5 separate regions of the Mus musculus genome follow, and regions 1, 3, 4 and 5 are each linked to region 2. The links are chromatin contacts, called in public HiChIP or PLAC-seq and promoter capture Hi-C maps. All regions are on one chromosome and are shown on one strand. Each heading gives the region's core, a stretch centred on a gene start, on an enhancer-like site or on the middle of the called end of the contact. The rest is flanking DNA. Distances are from core to core; before and after follow the strand shown. Region 1 holds the start of Lynx1 (Ly6/neurotoxin 1). Region 2 holds the start of Zfp41 (zinc finger protein 41). Region 3 holds the start of Arc (activity regulated cytoskeletal-associated protein). Region 4 holds the start of Jrk (jerky). Region 5 holds the start of Ly6a (lymphocyte antigen 6 complex, locus A).

Evidence for each region. Promoter capture Hi-C pulls out the DNA fragments that hold promoters and counts their contacts. HiChIP or PLAC-seq counts read pairs in DNA pulled down with a chosen protein or histone mark.
Region 1: a FOXA1 HiChIP or PLAC-seq map of pancreatic cancer cells shows a contact between it and region 2. The contact joins the promoter of Lynx1 here to the promoter of Zfp41 in region 2. A contact is called at or near these places in 1 of 484 Hi-C or Micro-C datasets (cerebellum) and 3 of 115 datasets of contacts at active chromatin or transcription factors (large pre-B cells, pancreatic cancer cells and stem cell-derived neural progenitor cells).
Region 3: a contact with region 2 is called in an H3K27ac HiChIP or PLAC-seq map of embryonic stem cells, with 9 times the contacts expected there. The contact joins the promoter of Arc here to the promoter of Zfp41 in region 2. A contact is called at or near these places in 3 of 115 datasets of contacts at active chromatin or transcription factors (astrocytes, embryonic stem cells and large pre-B cells).
Region 4: a promoter capture Hi-C map of pre-B cells shows a contact between it and region 2, with 14 times the contacts expected there. The contact joins the promoter of Jrk here to the promoter of Zfp41 in region 2. A contact is called at or near these places in 5 of 39 promoter capture datasets (the 3T3-L1 cell line, 3T3-L1-derived adipocytes, the C10 cell line and 2 more), 1 of 15 datasets of contacts at CTCF or cohesin (large pre-B cells), 8 of 484 Hi-C or Micro-C datasets (B cells, CD4 T cells, cerebellum and 5 more), 3 of 115 datasets of contacts at active chromatin or transcription factors (astrocytes, embryonic stem cells and large pre-B cells) and 1 of 9 other capture datasets (liver).
Region 5: a FOXA1 HiChIP or PLAC-seq map of pancreatic cancer cells shows a contact between it and region 2. The contact joins the promoter of Ly6a here to the promoter of Zfp41 in region 2. A contact is called at or near these places in 1 of 39 promoter capture datasets (hippocampal neurons) and 2 of 115 datasets of contacts at active chromatin or transcription factors (astrocytes and pancreatic cancer cells).

The regions. Positions count from the first base shown.
Region 1 is chr15:74,751,131-74,755,793 of GRCm38.p6, forward strand. Lynx1 (Ly6/neurotoxin 1) reads right to left here and starts at 1,849. Exons shown (of 4, transcript NM_011838.4): 1 at 1,755-1,849; 2 at 725-907; 3 at 413-514; 4 at 1-297. The coding sequence starts at 776. The coding sequence ends at 101.
Region 2 is chr15:75,614,201-75,618,915 of GRCm38.p6, forward strand. Zfp41 (zinc finger protein 41) reads left to right here and starts at 2,484. Exons shown (of 3, transcript NM_001044718.2): 1 at 2,484-2,620; 2 at 3,844-4,715. The coding sequence starts at 4,001. The coding sequence ends at 4,597.
Region 3 is chr15:74,669,911-74,674,122 of GRCm38.p6, forward strand. Arc (activity regulated cytoskeletal-associated protein) reads right to left here and starts at 2,660. Exons shown (of 3, transcript NM_018790.3): 1 at 655-2,660; 2 at 270-409; 3 at 1-83. The coding sequence starts at 2,462. The coding sequence ends at 1,272. Gm32994 (a long non-coding RNA gene) reads left to right here and starts at 3,103. Exons shown (of 5, transcript XR_003951652.1): 1 at 3,103-3,513.
Region 4 is chr15:74,707,278-74,711,712 of GRCm38.p6, forward strand. Jrk (jerky) reads right to left here and starts at 2,045. Exons shown (of 2, transcript NM_008415.6): 1 at 1,970-2,045; 2 at 1-587. The coding sequence starts at 157. It overlaps 4933427E11Rik (RIKEN cDNA 4933427E11 gene), which reads left to right and starts at 1,884. Exons shown (of 1, transcript NR_033197.1): 1 at 1,884-3,097.
Region 5 is chr15:74,995,793-75,000,635 of GRCm38.p6, forward strand. Ly6a (lymphocyte antigen 6 complex, locus A) reads right to left here and starts at 2,239. Exons shown (of 4, transcript NM_001271419.1): 1 at 2,087-2,239; 2 at 1,743-1,825; 3 at 660-776. The coding sequence starts at 1,812. All of the region lies in intron 1 of Gm28068 (a long non-coding RNA gene), which reads left to right.

The sequences.
Region 1 (4,663 bases), core at 599-3,098, 860 kb before region 2:
CAGAAGGAAGAGCGTTGGGTGGAGTGAATTGGGAGAGAGAGGGAAACTGTGTTTTTTGAGAGTGTTGCGTTTGAGTGGATCTGGCTTGGGGAACCGAGCTTTACAGCAAGCTCCAGAAGGTAGCTAGGAGTGCTGGGACCAGGGCCAAGGTCACCGGGGTAGCAAAGCCAGCACCGTTGCAGAGGTAGTACTGGCAACAGGAGGTGGCAGATGCATGCTTGGAATAGCCATCGTACACGGTTTCAAAGCAGCTGGGGACACAGGACTTCCTCACCTTCATCCGGTATGGGGTGAAGTCTGCAGGGGACAGACACAAGAAGGTTACAGAAGAGAGGATCAGAACCTTGGATAGCCCAGTCTTAGCTTGTCCACCAGTGCAGGTAGAAGCCTCCCTCCAGGATGCCAGACTCACAAGTTCGTGTGGTCATACAGTAGGTGGCCATGGCTGGGCAGCGCATGGGTTTGAAGCAGTTGTCTCCATTGTAGGCACACACGTGGCACTCCAGAGCCTGGGCTGTGGATGAGGATGGGGATCAGAGAGCAGGAAGAAATCCTTTTCCTGTCAGTCAGACCCCAGCTGTCTCCAGGCAACCTCCCACTTCCACTGGCGGCCAGATCAGGACATCCAGAAGGGGAGAGAATTCTGGCCAGCCTGCCCTTTCTCCACCCACCTTTTCCCAGGGTCAGGCTTCAACCGGGTCCCTCTAGCCTCTGTCCACCTTACCCACAGGCAGGCCCATCAGGGCCACCAGGAACACTGTGAGCAGATGGGTCATGACGGAGACGTGAGGGCAGTGCCAGAGTGAACAGGAGGTCAGCAGCTGGTCCAGGATCCAGCTCAAGCCAGGGAGGAAGCAGGGCACAGAAGCCCTGCCTGAGCTCTTGGTCTCTTAGAGATAAAACATCCCTGCATAGACGATGACAGAGATTTGTAATGACAGCTGGGCTGGGGCGGGCACAAGAGCCCTCCCAGCTCAGTGGGTGTCACTGATTTCCAGTTACCTGGAGATGGGAGGAGGGAGTGGGATATGGAGCATTCCGACCAAAAGCAAGCAAAAAGGGAGGGCGGAGGGAGCTAAAGACGGGGAAAAATGGGCAACATCAATGAAAACCAGGAAGTCCCAGAGTCCTTGAATGCCAAACACAAAGAGAACTTCACCCAGGGGGTCTTTTTTTTTTTTTTTTTTTGCAGGGGATACTTGGCATGCAGTCTCTTCCTGGCAAAGCCCAGAGTGCAAGAGGCTTGCCAAAATAAGACTGGAAGCCAGGTTTGGACTCTTCGTGGGGCAGGGGTCCTTCTCGCGTTTGCTCTCACTGCGTGAAGTCTCCCCAACCCCCGTGCGCAGAGAAGTGCAGGGCTGTGTGACTCCTTCACCACAGGGGAAGGGGCCGGACGATGCTTGCCCGAGACAGAGCTCCGTAGGCTGGGTCTGGTGTTTGGGACTGTTGGAGGGGGATGTGAACTAATACTCTCCTCCCTGCCTATAGACTCGGGCCGGCCCTTGCTGTAGGGGTACCAAAATACCCTCCCGGAAGACAACCCACCCTTTATGACCCATTTTCTAGGTGCCAGCCCGGGATGCTGAAGTCCTGCCTCAGGCCTGGCCTGAGGCTCGACTGAGCCTGCCCCATCTCGGGGAGCTCCGCCCGAAAGACTGCAGTCTTGCTTGGAAGGACTCCCAGGGCGGGCTGGGTGTGGAGTGACCTCGCCCTTGCCCTTCACCACCACGATCCCTATCGTCATGGAAACTCACCCCTGGCCGCTCCCAGGTCCCTCCTGCTGTCTAACTGGGAATCTGTACACACTTCGTGCGGTGTTGGTACCGCATCGCAGGCAGGCCAAGTAGGCTCCGCCGGGGCAACAGATCCGCAGTGCCTGCTCACGACTGGCCCCGCCCACCCCGCCCCCAGGACACACGCTCCGCCCCGGAGACCGCTCAAACCCCGCCCCAGCCTGCCTTCTGTAGGCTCAGTCTCCGGGATAAACTCTTTCTGGTAATGGACCTAGTGAGCAAAGCCTGGGCATCGCTGGGCATCAGAATGCACCTACTCATGTGAAGATTCCCAGTAGCGACCCAGAGGAGAGTATACACCTCCTGAAAATTCTCCTCAGGTTTTGCCGTAGCTCTCCTCATCCCTGCTGCCCTGCCCCCACAGACCAAGCTGCACTGTGTGGGCATGCTGACTCTGGGAAGAGGCACTACCTGGAGAAGGACCTCACCGCACCTCTGCCCTTACTTGGGATCCATAGCAACGCTTTCGAGCAAGCCTTAGAGGAATCCAATGGCTGACAAGCAGTTCTTACCATCAAAAGTGTGCCACTAAATAATTGCTCTATGTAGCTAAAATTCATTTTATTTTTATTGTGTTTCAAAAGCAGCCAAATTTTAATAGTTCTTCACGAATCCTACTTTTTTTCCTGTTGTGGGAGGAAGAAAATAAAGTCTGTAGTAATAGCGAAGAGTGCATAGGGCATTCTTCCAGCAGGTGCATGCGCACATACATACAAGGGGCCTTAGAACTAAGACAAACACACCAGAGGAGTAGGAGCTGGGAGGTAGAGGCAGGTGGATTTCTGTGAGTTCAAGGCCAGCCTGGTTTACAAAGGAAGTTCCAGGGCAGCCAGGGCTCGTTACACGGAGGAACCCTGTCTTGAAAAAAAAAACAAATAAAAATAAAAACAACGGAGACAAACAACCAATAAACTCTAGTCCTTGAGAAAACATACCCGTTCCTCCAAACCATCCACAAAGACCGTGTGGCAGTGCGCAGAAATAAGATCGGCTCCCATAGAGTCATATGCTTAAATATTTGGTCCCCGATGTGGGCAGGGGGTGGGGACTAAAAGGTGTGCTCTTTTTGGAGGAGGTGTGCAGGTGGATGAAGCATCAATCCTGCATGGGGGTGGGGGAGAGAATTGAGGCTGAGCTCTCAGCTCTTCCTGCCTCCGTGCCTTTGCTCCTCCACTCCTGGGCTCCACCTTTCTGAAATGGTAAGCCAAAATTAAATGCTGTCTTTTATAAGTTGCCTTAATCGTGGTGTTTTGTCCCACCAATAGAAAAGTAATTCAGAATCTGTAGATTTCTTTTGGCAAGATAGCCATTTTTACAATGTTGATCCTGCCAATCCATGAGCATGGGAGATCTTTCCATCTTCTGAGATCTTCTTTAATTTCTTTCTTCAGAGACTTGAAGTTCTTATCATACAGATCTTTCACTTCCTTAGTTAGAGTCACTCCAAGATATTTTATATTATTTGTGACTATTGAGAAGGGTGTTGTTTCCCTAATTTCTTTCTCAGCCTGTTTATTCTTTGTGTAGAGAAAGGCCATTGACTTGTTTGAGTTAATTTTATATCCAGCTACTTCACCGAAGCTGTTTATCAGGTTTAGGTGTTCTCTGGTGGAATTTTTAGGGTCACTTATATATACTATCATATCATCTGCAAAAAGTGATATTTTGACTTCATCTTTTCCAATTTGTATCCCCTTGATCTCCTTTTGTTGTCGAATTGCTCTGGCTAGGACTTCAAGTACAATTTTGAATAGGTAGGGAGAAAGTGGGCAGCCTTGTCTAGTCCCTGATTTTAGTGGGATTGCTTCCAGCTTCTCTCCATTTACTTTGATGTTGGCTACTGGTTTGCTGTAGATTGCTTTTATCATGTTTAGGTATGGGCCTTGAATTCCTGATCTTTCCAAGACTTTTATCATGAATGGGTGTTGGATCGTGTCGAATGCTTTATCCGCGTCTAAGGAGATCATGTGGTTTTTGTCTTTGAGTTTGTTTATATTATGGATTACGTTGATGGATTTCCATATATTAAACCATCCTTGCATCCCTGGAATAAAACCTACTTGGTCAGGATGGATGATTGTTTTAATGTGTTCTCGGATTCGGTTAGCTAGAATTTTATTGAGTATTTTTGCATCGATATTCATAAGGGAAATTGGTTTGAAGTTCTCTATCTTTGTTGGATCTTTCTGTGGTTTAGGTATCAGAGTAATTGTGGCTTCATAGAATGAGTTGGGTAGAGTACCTTCTACTTCTTTTTTGTGGAATAGTTTGTGTAGAACTGGAATTAGATCTTCTTTGAAGATCTGATAGAACTCTGCACTAAACCCACCTGGTCCTGGGTTTTTTTTTTTTTTTTTGGCTGAGAGACTATTAATGACTGCTTCTATTTCTTTAGGGGATATGGGACTGTTTAGATCGTTAACTTGATCCTGATTTTATTTTGGTACCTGGTATCTGTCTAGAAATTTGTCCATTTCATCCAGGTTTTCCAGTTTTGTTGAGTATAGCCTTAAAATGGCTATCTTGCCAAAAGCAATCTACAGATTCAATGCAATCCCATCAAAATTCCAACTCAATTCTTCAACGAAGTAGAAAGAGCAATCTGCAAATTCATCTGGAATAGCAAAAAACCTAGGATAGCAAAAACTTTTCTCAAGGATAAAAGAACCTCTGGTGGAATCACCATGCCTGACCTAAAGCTTTACTACAGAGCAATTGTGATAAAAACTGCTTGGTACTGGTATAGTGACAGACAAGTAGACCAATGGAATAGAATTGAAGACCCAGAAATGAATCCACACACCTATGGTCACTTGATCTTCGACAAGGGAGCTAAAACCATCCAGTGGAAGAAAGACAGCATTTTCAAC
Region 2 (4,715 bases), core at 1,234-3,733:
ACAGCAATCTTCTTAACCCTGTTGCAGACATTCTGTAACCTACCTATGGCCAGAAATACTTGCCGTGTGCCAGTTGAGGTCTAATTAGAGTGTTAACATTAGTAGTCTTCACAGGAATAAAAGAAGCTGTGCTTGCCTCGGTCACTAGCAAGAGCCAATCTGAACCACTTGACAAATACCAGTCAAAGAAGCCAATGTAGCTTGTGAATTTGTTATTTGTTATTCAATAAATTCTGATATTGTAAAAAGACACAAATGTGTTTATCTGTTTCTGACATTTTGTATTCACAACGAATACTCACTTGTAGGGTCACTAGCTCTTGTTCTTGGCTGGTGCTGGACAAGAGTTTCAGTTTCACTGACAGAGTCCAGGGGCTCTCTGGAATCTTCCTGCCTCCCAGGACAGAAAGCAACCATTTATAGTGGTCTTACTGTTCCTTGTTGAGTTGTAAAAATCCTGGTGGTGGTGGTGGATGGGGGGGTGGGGAGGGAGGGGAGCAGGTGCTTTCCCCAAGGCAGGAAATCCTGAGGAAGGAGACTCATTACCATTGCCCTTCCAAGGACCTTGTGGTTTGTAGAAGCCAGTGACGCAGGAACAAGGCAGTGACATTAACACAAAGACAATCCATTGCAACTAGGGAGGCCCTACACTACCCAGGTTCCCATGTGAACGGCCACTGTCAGGAACAGACATGTCTCAGTTGTATATCACTGAAGACAGCATCTCCTCAGGCCGACCCTAAGCTGTACACAGCAAATAATCCTGGCCACCAGACAAAGGGGCCATGTGTCCAGATGGCTCAGAGCTTGTGTCCAGACACTGGAGCTTCTTAGCAGAAGACACTTCATTGTCTTCTTAGAGAAAAACTTGGACCACGTGAGCAAGCCCAAGCCACAGGCTTAGCAGTTGAGTCTCACTGACAAGAGAAGGGTATAATTCTCCAGAGAGGAGCCACTCCAAAACAGAATCTCTTCCACAAATGAAGGGGCGTGGGGGTAGGGACAAGCTGGAGCATGCCTGAGAGCTGAAAAGAACAAGAATGATACCAACAGTCTATGCGCATCCAGCTCAGCCCACCTCATTAGAGGATAGGTAAGAGACTGGGGACTACATGAAAGATGGCAGGAAGCACACAGGCCACTAACCTTCTGGGGAAAGCAAGCAAGGAGATGCCCTACCTCCCTGTACCAAATGCTGGTAAGCCAGAAAGCCCCATGCCACTGGTAGGAATGAATGAGAAATGGCACAGGCTCTCTGGAAAGCAGCTTGTCTGTTTCTTGCAAAAGGCAACATGCAGTTTGGGACCTAGCAACTGCCTTCCTGGGCACGGTCCCAGGGAAATGAAACAGCACGGGGGGAGGGCGGGGGGGGGGGCGCTGCTTCCCAACAACCTTGTAAACACGTCCTTCAGTGGACAAAGGATCCCAAAGCTGTGATGCACACAGCGCAGAGGCAGCTGTTCAGGAGGCTGAATGAACCACCATTCAATACACAGCCACTCTTGTGAATCTAGACAGCGATGCCTGAATGATAATCGGCAAGCTCCGCCAAGTTGCACGCTGGACAATTACATTTATCTAGCATGTTGGCGTTGAATCTAAACGGATGAGGTGGAGACGACACTTAAAGAAAGGGTCTGTTAGAGGTTTGATACAGGCTTCTGCAGCACAGGAGGCACTAACACTGTGTACTAGTCATGTAAAATGGCGCCCCCAGGGAGACTTCACCAAGCACACAACAGCTCTCGATTCGTTTCTCATAACTTCATTCTCCAAGCGCCGTGGGCCACACCTATCGTCCCAGGACTCGACCGAGGCAAGAGATTGCTAGTTCTAAGCCAGCCTAACCAAATATAATAGTGGAGAATATACCCAGAAAGTCGAAAGAGCACAAGAAGTGACTAGATTTAAATATCTGTAAAGGCCCGCGTTAAGGACAGAGCAGGGGACCCTGGCTTTGCCGGAAAGGAGGGGCGGGGTCGGATGATTCCAGGGGGCTACAGGCCGTGCACTACTGGGTCCGCCATCCCGGCGTGCCACAGATGGCAAACCCGATGACTGAGAAATAACACGAAGCCTGCAGAAGAAGGCTTGGAGTCCTGAGAAGAGGCGCACGCCGGGAGAAAGGCGCCGCCCGCAGCCCAGAAGCTTGCACAGGCACAGACGCCTGCTTAGCATCCTCTCAAGCGAAGCTCGAGCCCGCAGCCACAGCATCACAAGGAGCGAGGGCAGTGTCTCCTAGAGCCGACCCGAAGGGGCGGGGAGAGGTAGGCGGGCCTACGGCCGCAGCACGGGATCACAGAGAGGCCGGGCGGCTGCTCCTAGAGCGACACCAGAAGGGCGTGAACGAGCAGGCGGGGCTCCGGAGCTTGCGGCGGTACCACCGAGAACCCGGCAAGGGTCCTAGAGCGGCACTGGAGTGGGTTTCGAGCGGTGGGCGGGGCTTAGGGTGCGCGGCAGCACCACCGAGAGGCCGGGGAAGGTAGAGCGGCACCAGAGGGGCGGGCGCCTTTAGGCGCGGGAGTGGCGGGCTCAAGTGGGCATTGTTAACGGTCGCCCGCCCGCCGGTCAGCCTGCTTACGGCCACGTTCCGCCGGCGTCTGTGCTCGGCACCCATCAGGTACTCTCTGCGTGTGTGCACGGTAGCCCCGACCGGGCGAAGGCCGGCTTCTGAGTCGTTTCTCTGTGGACCACCTCGGCGGTGTTGCAGAGGTCCTTGGAGGCGGGGAAGGTGGGCCGGGCTACCTAGCGAAGCCCCTTGTTGCTGGATGCATTGAGCGCCTTATCCTGCCGGCTCCAGCAGCTCCTTGATGGACCTGAGTCCCTAGGTCAGCGGAATTCAACTAAGTTGCCTGAATCACTCGCACCTACTCCTGTGCACAGGCCTGTGAAGAGAGGGGGCAATAAGCTAAGTCGCTGGGGTCTTCTCTGGTTTTAATGACTATTTAAGTTTTCAGTGAGGATGGTCCTTGGTGAGCAGACACAGACACCTGGGTCCCGCTTGTCATTCCTCTCACCAGAGTGATGGTGTTTGAATTGGTACTGAGTGATGCTGCAGACAGGGACTCTCAGGTGTCTCCTGAGCTGTCCCACAAAAGACAAACACTTTCAGATGCTGACATAGAGCAAACAGTCACCTAGCCGCCTGGATCTTGGACTCTGAATCCGGATAAGAATTTTATCTGCTGGGTTAGATATGTGGGTATTTGTCAAATGCTTAGAACAAAATACAGTGTGTTCCCAAAGTGTTTTTGGGAAAGTGTGGGTGCTCTAGATGGAACTGCCAGCAGAGCCCACCCCTTTGGGCCTCTGGGAGTAAAGGGGATGGTGCAGGTTTAGAGATAAAGAGGGGTCACATAGAGAGAGCCTCATCAATACAAGAGGCATCCTTTGGGGGTCTGATGGGGTTTGCTGTGGATTATGAGGAGAGCCCTGAGTTTTCCAGGCTCAGAACCAGGCTGTTGTATGGTAGAGTTACTTCCTACTCCAGGGTGTTTGCACAGTCCCAATGTGGGCGGGTAGAGAGGATAAGGAAGAACGGGGAAGGTTCTGTTTGGGGAGGTGGAAAATGGCCATCGGTCCATGATGGCTATGGCTTTCTCTGGGATGAGTGAAAATCTTGTCTTCAGGCCCAGGAGTGTCTGTGGCTGAGTGAGAGAGTCACTCAAAGAGATGAGCATACAGTGGACCAGAGGCTCTGAGCTCAGCTTATAGGCCTGGGGCTAGAGCTCTGGGGAGTCCACTTTAGTCTGAGGGGCTCATCATGTGAGCAGCTGGAAAGACAGTGGAGCTGCAGAGAGCTAAGAGCTGCCTCTGACCTGTTGTTCATGCTTTTGCCTCCAGAAGCAAGACGACCGTGGTTCTGTCTGCTTGATGCAGCTTCGTACGCAGGAGCTGTCCCTGACAGCGAAGTCCCAGAGAAGGAGCCAGGCAGCCACTGTCTGAAAACCCTCAGCCTTCCCTGGCCTCCAGGGGGGTTTCCTGCTTCCTAAGAGCAGCAATGGAAAAGCCTGCAACTAGGAAAAAGAAGAGTCAGGCCCCAAAGGAGGAGGCAGGTGCGCAAAAGGCCACTGTCAAGGGAGAGAAAACATCAAAGGGGAAAAAGGCAACCAAGAAGCCAAGAAAGCCCCGCAGACCCCGAAAAGAACCTGTCCTGAGCCCCGAGGACGAAGCACATATCTTTGATGCCTTCGATGCCTCGTTTAAAGATGACTTTGAGGGTGTCCCCGTGTTTGTCCCTTTTCAGAGGAAGAAGCCCTATGAGTGTGGTGAATGTGGACGGATCTTTAAACACAAGACAGATCACATTCGCCACCAGAGAGTTCACACTGGAGAGAAGCCCTTTAAGTGTGACCAGTGTGGGAAGACCTTCAGGCACAGCTCAGATGTCACCAAACATCAAAGAATTCACACCGGTGAGAAGCCCTTTAAATGTGGGGAGTGTGGAAAAGCCTTCAACTGTGGTTCTAACCTTCTAAAACACCAGAAAACGCACACTGGAGAGAAACCTTATGGCTGTGAGGAGTGTGGAAAATCCTTCGCCTACAGCTCCTGCCTCATCCGGCATCGGAAGCGTCATCCGAGGAAGAAGCACTGAGCAGGGCGGTCTACAGCTATGGATCCTTGTCAAACACCTGATGATGGTCCAGAGGTCTTACGCAGTATGCTCATCCAGCCACCCATCTGTCATTGAGAGGAAAATCTACCCATCAGAC
Region 3 (4,212 bases), core at 1,410-3,909, 940 kb before region 2:
GAAGAGAGGATGGTGCTGGTGCTGGTGGTGTGGTGATGCCCTTTCCAGACATGGCAGCAAAGACTTCTCAGCAGCCTTGAGACCTGAAGGACACAGGAAGCAGCAAGATGGTGAGAGAACTGCTCACCACTAGATCCAGGAGGGACACCAGGTTACCCTGCTCCCAGCTGGTACCCCTGGGGCCTGTCAGGACTTCCCGGATAACCCAGAAATCTGGAGAGTGGCTGGGATCTGAGGCTTGGTCAGGATAGGAGGCAAGACTTTCTTACCTGGTGTCATTCTCCTGGCTCTGTAGGCTCCAGCCGCTGCCTCGGCTGGGTGTGAGGACTCAGCCCCTCGGGGACCCTCCGCCTGCCATGGCTGAGTCACGGAGCTGAGCTCTGCTCTTCTTCACTGGTATGAATCACTGCTGGGGTGAGAAATCACAGGGTCCTCGGTGAGCTGGCTTAGCAAATTCCCCCAGAACCGCCCCCACCTCAGCCCCGTCCTTGGACCGTGAAGTGCCAGTGCCCACTACAATGACACCCACTCTGATGCCACTTCACTCCACCCTTGCAACTAATTTGCTAGGGAAGCCTTGAAGGGCTCCTGGAAAGTGGACTTGGTTCTGCACGCCCCCCCCCCCCACTCTAAGATACACGGTGCAGGGCTCACCTGGGGGCCAGGAGGTGCCAGGATGTCAGGTCTGCTGCTTCAGCTGCATTTGTGGCTTCAGCTCACCCCTGGGAGGGGAGCTATGCTGCCCAAGACTGGCCGGTTGCCCTGGGCGGCAGCTAGGGTACCAGCTGGATCTGCTGTGTCTGCAGGAGTGGGCTGCATCCCCGGAAGTTGAGGTTCCCTCAGCATCTCTGCTTTAGCATCTGCCCTAGGATGTCCCCTGGGTTTTGGTGCCTACTTTTTGTTGCCTTTCAGACACTTGGTTTCTTGATTACCCAAAGAGCCCTGGACACTGGAGCAGAATGAGGAAGCCAGATCGTGTTCTGTGATGGTCTGAGAGTGTAGAGGGTGAGGCCAATGGGGCTGGGGGCCAGGACCAGGGCAGACAGATGAGGGGTAGGCGGCAGGTGGGAGCCCTATGGGAAAGGGGCTTCTTGATGTTCAGTCCATGTAGCATGGTTGTGTGGCAGTTGTGAGTCAGGCCAGGTCAGTGGGTGAGTAGATGTCTGGCTGGACAGGGCATCCCTTTGGGAGTCAGCCCCAGCTCAAGTCCTAGTTGGCAAAAGCCACAGGCTGGGTGTGGCAGGCGGGCTGGGGACCCTGGGCTGGCCCCTCTATTCAGGCTGGGTCCTGTCACTGGCTACTGACTCGCTGGTAAGAGCAGGTGTGAGTGCCTCCGTCTCATCCTCTGTGGGCAGTGGGGTGCCAGAAGGCTCAGCTGCCTGCTCCAGGCCGTCCTGCACTTCCATACCCCTCTGGATAAGCTGCTCCAGGGTCTTGGGGAGTGGGTGGCGCAGAAAGCGCTTGAGTTTGGGCTGCAGGGTGCCCACCACATACTGAATGATCTCCTCCTCCTCAGCGTCCACATACAGTGTCTGGTACAGGTCCCGCTTGCGCCAGAGGAACTGGTCGAGTGGTTCACCCTGCTTCTGCGGCAGCTCCAGCTCCCGCTGAATGGCTTCACGGGAGAGTGTACCCTCACTGTATTGCAGAAACTCCTTCTTGAACTCCACCCAGTTCTTCACCGAGCCCTGCTTGAACTCCCACCACTTCTTGGCTGGCCCATTCATGTGGTTCTGGATCTGGGACAGCCAATATTCTTCAGAGCCACCCACCTGCCGCAGGTACTCTTCCAGGTGGCTCAGGAACTCCCGTGGGTCCTCGAAGATCTGTGTATCCACACCAGGGCTCGGTTGCCCATCCTCACCTGGCCCCCAAGACTGATATTGCTGAGCCTCAACTGACTCCTGTTCAGGCAGTTCTCCTGCGGCAGGTGGCGGGGTGATGGCATAGGGGCTAACGGTATAGTCATAGCCATCAGCTTCCTGGCAGTAGGGCTCTGGACCCCCCACACCTACAGAGACAGTGTGGCGGGCCGGCTCGCTGCCCACTGGGTATTTGCCGCCCATGGACTCCAGGCGGTCAGCCCACCTCTCCAGACGGTAGAAGACCTCCCTCCACACGTGCATCTCACGCTTGACCCAGCGCTCCAGGTTGGCGATGGTCTCCTGGCAGCGGCAAAGACAGGCCTTGATGGACTTCTTCCAGCGCTGTGAGTCGCCGGTGGGCACGTAGCCGTCCAAGTTGTTCTCCAGCTTGCCCACCGACCTGTGCAACCCTTTCAGCTCTCGCTCCACCTGCTTGGACACTTCGGTCAACAGATGCCGGTGGGTCCTCCGTACGTGTTCCAGCATCTCAGCTCGGCACTTACCAATCTGCAGGATCACATTGGGTTTGGCGGCCGGCCCACCCCGCGGGGCAGGGTAGGCGTGGAGGCCGCCGGTGGTCATATGGTCCAGCTCCATCTGGTCGTCGGTGCTGCGGCTCCGAACAGGCTAAGAACTCCTCTGAGGCAGAAGCCGGAAGGGAGCAGAGCCGGCGGCTGCAGCGGCAGTGGCAGGTGTGCGGTGCCGGAGGAGCTTAGCGAGTGTGGCAGGCTCGTCGCCGCTGAAGCTAGAGAGGCCCAGAGACTGCGGCTGCGGGAGAACTCGCTTGAGCTCTGCACCGAAACCGCCACCAGCGGCTATTTATGCTGCGCGGGGCCCGTGGGCGGCAGCTCGTGGAGCCCTGGCTCCCATTGGCGGCGCCCAGGCTCCGCGCCAGAGCCCGCCCGCGCCCTCTCCTGCCGCAGGCCCCGCCTTCCGCGCCTACTCGCTCCCCTCCCGTGGGTGCCCTCAAGGACCCGCCCCTTCACAGCCCCGAGTGACTAATGTGCTCTGCTGCGCGCCTCCCACCGGGAGGGATTTTGGGGACCGGAGACACTCTCCTCTACCTAGTCCTGGGCAGCGAGGATGAGGCTAAGGCAGGTTATTACCTACTGTTTGCCCTGGGGCCTCATGATCTCTTTTCTTAGGGAGCAGCTGGACGTTACCCCTCTGAATCTTTGATGCGCCCATCCTGACTCTTGCCCATCCTGACCACACAGTATGCAACTTCAGAAGTGCCTGGTAGGAATCTCTCACTCCAAACCCTTCTATCCTCAGCTGCCTTTGGTTAGCGGGACACACACACACACACACACACACACACACACACACACACACACCTACTTCCTGCCCAACCTTGCCCCAAGAGTCATAAGTCCAAATCCTAGCCTGGTCCAATATTGTTCGGGAACTCCACTCAGGCAAGGCTTTTTCTGGACCCCTTCATAGGTTTGTGGACACTGAGTGGCCCTGTCTGTGTGTCAGTGGCTGAACAGGGCCGCAGTGCCCTGAAACAGATGTATCACTTGAACCTGTACAGACACTGGGGTAGGGCATAGGGATATCAAGATGTGTAGGCAACATTGCTGAACCCTGAAGTCCCTAGGACCCAGCCACAACTGGACCAGAAGCTTCTCAAGCCTTCCAAGAGGTTAGTCCGGAGGAAGGAGGGAGGGAGAAGGAGGAAGGAGGGGAAGGAGCCTGCAGAGGAAAGCAAGATGCCATATAAGGAATGGGGCTCCGGAAGCTGAGATTCCCTCTAGAGGGAGGCCCCTTCCGATTCCCTGGCAACAGCCAACAGCGCTGTGGTGCAGTGGGGGAGGGCATCCTTCTTGACTTACACCAAGCCAGAAACACAGGTCTAGGTCTCCCATTTCCTGATGTTACTTGGGGACATATCACTGCCCACAGCAGAAGCCTACAGGGGCCCACAGACACATGGTGCCTGCAAGAACCCCCTTTCCTCTCTGCCAGCTCCCCCTCTCTCACACTCATACATACACACTGAACACTCATACCAACCAGCACTTAGCCCACTCACACCCTTCCATGTAGACTCATGCCCCCCACTCACGGCCCTCTCTGTGGACTCATGCCCCCCACTCATGGCCTTCCACACACACACCAGTGGCCCCCACTTGTAATCCACGTGTACTCACATCTCAGCTTCTCCCACCCCACTTTTGCTCACACACCTACAGAACTCTCCTAACCTCATATCCCTCAGAGCCCCCTCCTCTGTTTTCAAGAAGCTTTGGGGAGCCCTGCCTCTCTTAGAGCCAACCTGTCCCCCCTCCCCCCCCCCTCCACACACACACCCAGGGCTTCCATCCCTGAGAGGAATGTCTTT
Region 4 (4,435 bases), core at 795-3,294, 910 kb before region 2:
ACAGAGTAGACATGCCCACATTATACTCCTGCATCAGAGCCTTCCTACTCTCCCCACGCTCCAGCCGGGTGCAGATGTCAATCTTTTCCTTCAGGGTTAGCACCACTCGCTTCCGCTTCTCCCCCTTGCCCTTGGCTGCAGCCTGCTTGGAGGCCATGAGGAAGCAGCCGGAGCCAGGCTGCCCCTGTCCTTACTTGGTTATGTTTCTCTCTGGCTCTTGGGGCCACGGTTTCTCCCTCTCTTCTCTACCTGCCCCAGGAACTGATCCCAGGCTTAAGTCAAGTTCATTCTTGACTCTACCCTGTCTACAGCAGTCTCTTGCCTTAGTTTGCCTTCAGTATCAGGACTCTAGCATACTTAGGCCTCAGATCCTGGTAGTGCTGTTCTCTTCAGGGGAGGAGACAGGAGAGCTACCCTGGACTGCTGGGGTGCACCTGGAGCCTACGGCCTCCACACAGATGTCACAATGTGGCAGCTTTCCCCTTCAACTGTGTCCAGGTTTCAGGCTAATGAAGATTTGATGGCCCTAAGCTGGAGATACTCCTTGTGAGGATTCACAACGTTGCTTAACCCATACACTCCAGGAACTAGAAAAGCAGAGGAGAAAGAAAAATGTTACTAAGAGCAAGCACTCAAGATATGCTTAGATTTTAAACATCAGTGCCATTTGGCCTGTGTGTGTGTATGTGTGTGTGTGTTAACCAGCCCTTCCTTTCAGACGACACAGTAAGCAGCACCAGCAACCTTTAGAAATGTTCAGAAAAGGCTAAGAGTCACAATGCATAACTAACGCCTTCTCTCTCCCTGTAAATCTTATCTGGAATGCTCCTCCCAATCGAGCATTCGATAAGTCAGAAGGCCACAGAGTTACTTCCACAAGCAGTATAAAAGTGCACCCCAGACCACAACATAAGACACACGAGTCATTTATTCAAATGAAGTTCCAAAGATAGGCAGGGAATACAGCTTGCCACCGGCCAGCTGTGTAACTCTATTCCCTTAAGTCAGTCTCCTGGTCTGCAGAACTCAGTGCTGGTCCCCAAGGCTCTCCTCTGCTAGTTAGATCGAGGATAGTGTGCATACCACTGGCACACAGTATTTGTTGTGGGCACTTCACTGTGGAGCAGAGGGAAATCAAGGCCAGAGTCTACTCTCAGGGGTAATGTTTAACCCAGGCAGCCGAGGAATTCCTCAGCAACTTAGGCTACCGGGAGGCTCAACTTATGATGGCTTAGTGCCTGCCCTGCAGATGTGTTGAGAGTGGTTTAGTGACTGAAGACACCCACTTCAGAAATGAAATTTTTGCCAAGCTCCATGTAGTGGTCCAAGCCTACCATCTCAGCACTTGAGAGACTGAGGCAGAATGGCTTTGAGTACAGTGCCAGCCTGGGCTACCCAGTAAGTGCTAATGTAGGGGGAAAGGGGAAAGAGGAAATTTGAATTTGGTACCACTCTTAGAACCTCTTAAACGTGACTGCAGAGATCCAGGAGGCTTCTACCTTGGGAAGAACTGTTCCAAGGGAACACTGATAACCAAGGACCACTTGAACAGAAGCTTAAAGGACCTTTTCTGGAGCGGGAGTATAAAGTGGGAGAAGCTCCTAAGAGGAGAGGCAAATTTCTTCCCGCAGGTCCTGAGACGTCTGGGGAATGGATGGAAGAAACAGCCTGCAACCTAGCTGCAGCCCAGACGACACACGGGGGAAAAAAAACAAAAAACAAAAAACTCAAAACACAGGCAAGAAACGAATGAAGGGGTCCGGGGAGAGCCAGGAATAACCGAGCTTGCCCGGTCTGCGGACTGGTGAAGCGCCTGGGAGCCGAGGGGACCTGAGAAGGGATGCTCGAGTCCCGAATGCGACTCGATTCCCGAGCGCAGAAACAACGATGATCGTCCGGCTCTGGGATGAGCCTCCAAGTCAGTCGGCGGAGGCGGCGGCCCAGCCCCGCACGGCCCAGCCCCACTCACCTGCGGACCCCGTGCCGCCGCTACCGGCCGGAAACGCCAGCCACGCAGCTCTCCACCGGCCCGCTCTTCTCGGCCTTCCCCGACCCACTTCCGGGGGACGCTCTAGACCACCGGGAGACTTCTGTCTCGGTGGTGTCTAGGTCGCTAAGGGGCGACCAAGCAAGGAAGCGGTCCGGGCCCAGCGGCTCAGCCTCCGGTAGAACAACAAAAGCCACAGGGCGCTTCGCGTTTCCTGAGGAACGGAATCTTCGAGCGGAGCGTCCGATCCTGGGAGCCATGGCCCGGAGAGCACGGACGGAAGGCTGGGTCCAACGCCACCTTGCGGTGGGAGGTACCCAAGGCCCGCCGGTTGCCAGGACCCCCTTTCCATCCTTGTGGACCCTTCTTTTAGCTAGGATTCAAAACGTGTCCAATTTAGACGATGCTGATGATGAGATTTGAATCGTAGTATATAGCGTAGAGGCTTTGAGAGGCATTGAGATGAAATGAACCATTTTGTATGTTGAACATACCTGAATTCGATCAGTTGTGTGGGTGCCCAGTCTCTAGATCCCTGAACCTGCGAGTTCAAGAGCTGAAAGGAACTTGGCAGGCATAACCAAAAGAAAGTCGTCGAAGTATAAAGTTTATTCTGATTGTCTGTAAGCACAACGGTTCGTTGTTAAAGGATCGAGTGAGAGAAGACACTCCAAAGGAAGGCTATGAACTGACAACAGAGCCTGAGCCTTGTGCTTTGAAGATGGAGGAAGACTACCATTCAAGAAGTGCAAGTGGTTTACAGGAGCTCCAAAAGGCGGGGAAACTTCGGACTACAGACCTGTTGGCACCCTGATCTCAGTACCCTGGGTCCTCAGAAGTGGGAGAAAACATAATTGTGTTGTTTTGGGACCTCCACACGGGGGTGATTAGTCACAGCTCCATAGAAACACAGATTGTGGAAACTTGTTCCTCCTTAATTCACACCCTTGCCTGAGTACCCAGGACCCGTCTGCCTGTTCTTCCCCACCCTCTCTTGTTAAATCTCTTGCTCTCTCCATTCAAATTCCCCAGGGATCTCCAGTACAAGATTTTTAATAATACCAAGGAAGGCTGGGTGGCTCCCAAATCCATGTCTCCTTCCAGAATCTCCTCTCTGATGTCGAAACTTCTGTCTCTTCCCAGGACCTGGACATAACATGCACCTTGAACACAGTGTTTCTGAAATGAAGATGGGAGCCTTGTGATTGGCCTGGTGCTACCCATGGTTTTTCCTGGCAGTTCCACCATCCCACTCACCCTGAACTCTTCCTCATGCCCCACACCCATTCCACCACATCTGATTGGCCTTGCCCCCAGAATCTATTTTTTTGGATTCCCTCCTTCCCTCCACCCCCCTGAACTCTGGACAGGCTATCTGTTGCCTGTTCCTTGTTCCTATTGTTCTGACCATACATTATTGTCAGCTACTGCTGCTGCACTGTGAGCCAAAACCCTGCCCTGGGACAGCCACTGTCTTGTAGCACATGACTGTGGGTAGTGACTTAAGTGCAGGCCAGTGCTAAAATGTATGGGACATGGGAGGAAACTGAGTCACAGAGGATACTAGGCACATGATGTGACTGAAATCCAGGACCCTTAGAAGTATTTCCGTCAAGTTTTCTGGACTCCCCTGGGACAGCTGGCTCCATCTCTGCCGGTGGTTCTCTCCTGCCACCTTGTGAACATGGGATCATACATTTCTCTAGGGGAAGGGCTTGGCAAGGACCTGGGGCTTGGCACATGACTCCAGACTTATCTCAAGGACTGAGTGCACTCTAGCAGTGGGTAACTGGTCAGAAAGGGAGAAAGACTGGGGTCCCCTTGGACCTGGCACTAAGAGTTACCCTCTACTGCCTCCCATTACTCCATGGGGTTAAGCCTTTGAGATCACACATTCCAGCGCAGCCTCACCAGCCAGACTTGCCCTCCCAACTTACCTACAGTGGCCTTGGAGGGGGTCAGTCTGGACAGATCACTTATCTACCCATGGTCTGGCTTACCTAGCCATCTTCCAAACCCATAAGCCATCTCTGCATGGGTGTTCCCTCTGTCTGTAAGCCCTTGGCTGCAGGAGGCCTGGACTACAGAGGTGCCCATTGCTTAGATGGAGTAATCGCCAACCTCCCTTTCCTCCTTACAAGATTTCTCATGCCTCCCTATCTCGCCTGCCTGTCTCCATGGAGGAGTAGGCATGTGAAGAAACCCAGGGAAAGGCAGGGACAGCTCTGAGAGCTTTCAGGCAGAAGGCAAGCTGGTGACAGTTGGTAGCCTGTGGGAAGTGGGCATTGCAGACAGAACCATGAACAGTGCTGAGGGGAAAATCATTTCTGGGTAAGCAGGGGCCGTAGAGATTAAAACTGGGTCATGCCCCAGGATTCGGTAGGGCCTGTGGAGCTTCAGCCCACTGTCCAAGGGGTTACCCCAGAGACCCAGCCCCCAGATCTCATA
Region 5 (4,843 bases), core at 989-3,488, 620 kb before region 2:
TATGTTCATACATGTGTACCCACATTTATGGACACACACACATGCACACACCACAAAGACACAGCCCAGTGTAAGATCGCCCAGTGGCACAGCAGAAAGGGCAACCAGCATCTCAGACTCTTTCAGTTCTCCAGGCAATTATTTCCTAGGAGACAGGACACAGGCAGGATATGCTCAGGGAAGGGAAACTGGATAGCAGGGTGGGGCTGCTCCTGCCTTGTATATCTGAGGATATGCCTAGAAACCAAAGAAACTTTGGAGGATCTGATATGTACTAATATCTCTTTTTATCAACATTCCTAAGTCATTCCAGATTCCTTCATTATATGCAAAGACTCACTAGATGCTTCCAGCTCTCCTAGTCTGTCAGTGAGCCAGTGAGACCATAGACCTAAAGTATAGGCAGGATCATCACGTGACTACACTGGCAACAAAATGGGATGATAAACACTGTGAATGCCAATGGGCAGCCCTGCTTGATGATCACATCCCAGCACATCCCTGGACCCCAACAGCCCCCACTTTGCAAGAGTTCTCCTCCAACACAAGGAAAGCTCTACTTGGGGGGAGGGGAACCATGGTCCACAACAAGTGCCCAGACTCGACATTTTCTCCAAAGCCACCCTCAGCCATCTTTATATAGGCCACAAAGAACTTACCCACAATAACTGCTGCCTCCTGAGTAACACAGACTCCATCAGGGTAGGGGCAGGTAATTGATGGGCAAGAAGTCTCAAATGGGACTCCATAGCACTGGTAACACTCCAGTCCCTGAGCTGAGAGACAAGCCAATACATGAGGGCTAGTACATGCAATTCCTAGCCCAGACCCCTCCTCTCCAATGTCTTTACTTGCACACAGCTGCTGGCTGCTAGGTCAGAGCAAGGACATTACTGTTCAGTCAAGAGTGAACCAAGAACCACTGTTGTTTAAAGATGCCTGGTACTGCTGTCTCAGCTACACAGCCCCACAGGAGACATGTGCACCCCAAGAGATATTAAAGAGACAGCCACCATATTGGGAAGATATAGATACCAAATGTCCGCTGAAGCAGTGAGTGGGTGTGTAAGTAGATGCTGGGGCCACCAAATAGAGAGGGCTCTTCTGACCTGTCCTACCCTACACCTGCAGAGCTGGCCCCTGGGTATTGGAGCATGACAAAGCACAGAACTTCCCAGAGTCAGCTTAAAGCTGAGGCTCACCATGAGGCTTCCTGCAATACACATGTAACTACAAGTATAGGCGTATCTTAGAGCTCAGAATTTCTTAGAGTACAGAAGGCATAGCATTTGGGTCTCATGTGGCATGGGCTGGGACATAAGGAAAAGTCAAAGTCCAGGCAATAAGGATTCCAAATCCATTGACTTGGCATCTGGGGAGAAAAAGAAGGCTCTTCCAGTTTGTGTGCACACAGGCCAGTGTCCTGATTGGGAGGCCAGTGCAGAAGGGTAGAGTCTAAGGACAGGCTGCTCTGGTGGCCAGGTTCTGTGGCAGAGATACTGAGCTCCACGTGTCCTTTTGGTATGTGGTGATGGTTGCAAGGCAGGTTCTGACAGGTTTACAGACCCAGTAAAGCACCCCACCACAGAAGGCTTCACCCACCACAAGCCCATTCCCAATCCCATGACCCCAGCACATCTCGGGTACTGGGCACACAATGGAAGTGTAGGTGTACCCACAACCCTGAGGCCCTTTTCCATCTCCATTGTATCCTTCTGCCCCTCTCTCATTTTCTACCTCACCTCTTTCTGCACACAGTAGGGCCACAAGAAGAATCAGCAAACAGGACTTTGTAGTGTGAGAAGTGTCCATCCTCAGAGAAGGGCTGCACAGATAAAACCTTGGAAGTTGGAGCCAATTAATAGACCCCCAATCACATCCCTGGGCTCTCACAGAGCTCAGGCATCCGATCTTCCCTCCCTCCAACCCTCCACACAGCTTTCCCTGAGGAATACATGTCTGCCTACTTCTCTCACCCACCACCCACCCAGCTCTTCCTTCCTAATCCCACACTCCCAACCCCAGCCCTATCCTGAGGGCTCTTCCCTTTGTCACCTAGCAGCTCCCTCCTCACACCAGTCCTTACTTCCTCTCAGACAAGGTTGCAGGCACAGTGGCAAGTTCTGTCAGATGTGGACTGAAGTACTTTAATTTCCTTCAGCTCCTCCCAGCTGGCATCCTGAAGAGGGAGGGGTTTCAGTACTTAACCTTTTCCAGGCCATCATGTTTATTGGTTAAGAGGTAGCAAGATTTGTTTGTGACCTGATCAAGCCAGATTTATAGCAGTTGGGGAGGAACCATGGTGCAGGAGAACTGAGAGGGCCGAGGGCCAGAGGCCACAGTTGACTTGTGCTTGCCAATTAGAAAGCAAGGGAAGAAGTCAAGTTGCTCAGCCCTTTACTAGTTTTTGTTTTGTTTAGCTTCGTGTTTTTTGTTTGTTTATTTTGGGTTTTTTTTTGACTTTTTTTTTTTTTTTTGAGACAAAGTTTCTCTGTGTAGCTTTGGCTGTCCTAGGACTTGCTCAGTAGAACAGGCTGGCTCCAACACACAGCTATCAAAGGGGTGCACAACAGCCGCTGATACTTCTGCCTCCACTACCTGGCTTTTTTCTGTGTCTAAATAGAAGGTATGGTTTGCAGTGGCTCAGAGCCAATGGCCCTCCTTCCTATAAGCAGGAAAACAATTTACAAATACTTAAAGACTGGCTCTGGTGAGCAAGCCCCCAGTAGGCTCTTGCATCCACAAAGTGAGAGTCCTGAGGCAAGAACTAACTGGCAACTGGGATGGAAGTTACCAAGCAGTGTCTGATGTGTTTGGGGATGTATGGGGCTGTGTGTGCTGGACAGAGGTAGAGACCTGAGCTGGAAATCATCCTGAGATGATACCACAGCAAATGAACAGCTGTGCTCACAGGACAACTGAGTCCCAAAATGGACCACAGCATCAGTGAAGCTGAGCGCACCCCACTTAAGCAGGGAAGGCTGCTTACACTCCATGGCCTCTGCCCGAGCACCACTAAAAACCCCTTCCTTCTTACCCTATAATATATCATATAAGCAAACAGTTTGCCTCCAACACCGCATAACCCAGCACAGTGGTAAGAGGAAGAGAGCAAGCAAGAAATGTTGTCTCTCTAATTCTGTCACATGCTGTGCTCGGTATTGGCTCATGCATGAAGAAGTGTATGTGAAAGAAAGAGCAGGAGACAGCAAGCCTCTGCAAACAAAGAAAAAGCGGCAAGGAAAGATCCAAGTGATAAACCCTGCCAATGTCACCACCCAATGAGGTTATGAGGCTTTTTTTCCCCCAGAGGATGGGTGAGGTCACTTACAGGAATATGCATAAATTCTGAGCAGCTTAGTCACCACCAAATCTCACCCCATCATAAAAGCAGTACACGGAGTCCCTCTTTCAGTAAATCCTCTGTATCCTCTATATTCTAGTATCTTCTGAGACCACTTGTGCTTGGCGGAGAACAGGAGGGAGTCATGGCTGGAACCCCAGGTGACAGTCCTCCCTTCTGAGTATAGAGAGTTCTGCCCATTATCACAGACCTATTGCTGTTTTGCTCTTCTGACTCTATTTATTGCCAGGGCTCCTGGGCCAACATTATCCCTACTCCAGGATGACAACGGGGCCATCACCTTCTCTTTGGAGGGAAAGGCCATATAACCACAGTGCCGTGCACTGTTTCTCTAAAAGTCTTAAACTAGGAATTCTCATGAGTCCTCCAGTTTCCACCCAGCCCCATTGTTGGGGAGCTAGCTTCCCTTAGTGGTGGACTCCTGCCCATTCTACTGACAGACCACTCACATTAACTCTTCTGGGAGAGGGCTACAGTGTACTTGAGTAATCTTAGAGTTAGAGGTACCAGATGTTGCCAGGCTTGTGCTAGAGAAGCCAGGCCCTCTGCAGAGAAGTCTTCATGCAAGACAAAAACACACCCAGCCCTCTCTCCTGCCTTCCAGTTCACCTTGAAGCCTGACTATTCTCACACTCAATAGGTCAAACCTTAGCCAAGCCCATGCCCCTATTCAGAGAATGAATGACCTGTGTTAACTAGCCAGGGTCACATATTTTTTCCTCACTACCAAGAGTCATAAAGCACAGGTTTCATTTTAACTAAGTGTACTTCCTCCCAATGCCACTTGCCCCTCCCCCATGCGCTGTGGTCTTGGGATGCAGAGCAGCTGGGAGCAGGGTGTTGCAGGGATGGTAGGCATAAATGATTCAAAAGACTGTGTTGGAGGTTACCTCCTTTATTGAAATAAAGGGGCTAGATTATATAGCTTGAATCAGGGGCAGGGAGGAAAAGGGTAATTTAGAAAGGGCCACATTGGGTCAGGGGTCTTCCAAGTGTATCAGGTAGGTTATCAGACTGCCAGTCACATGATTTTTAAGCAGAGAGTTCTCTGGTGGGGAAACAGAAACCTAACTGGCTTTATCGTGACTTGGCTTTTGTCTCTGTGGAGTTGAGTAGGCCCAAGCCTGATTTGGGTCCTGAACATCCCCACTCCTGCAGTGCTCTAGGAGAGCTGTCCAGGGGTATAGGCAGTATTAGCATTTCTTCTAGGCTCTGCCCTGTAGTTATCTAGCAACATCCCGGGATGCCTGACTCACTGTAAAATGGGCTGCTTGGGCCCTCCTCACTGTCTTCTTTTGCTTTTTTCCTTTCTTCCTCCCTGTTCCTTTTCTCCCCATTCTCTTTTCCCTCTCTCTCCACATGGCCTCTACCCCCCCCCCCCCACTTTCTCTATCTCCACTAAGGACAACAAATCCCCTCCCCATGCCCTAAGTAAAAGCTATTCTATACTCTACACATCATATGTCTGTTACCTCAGGG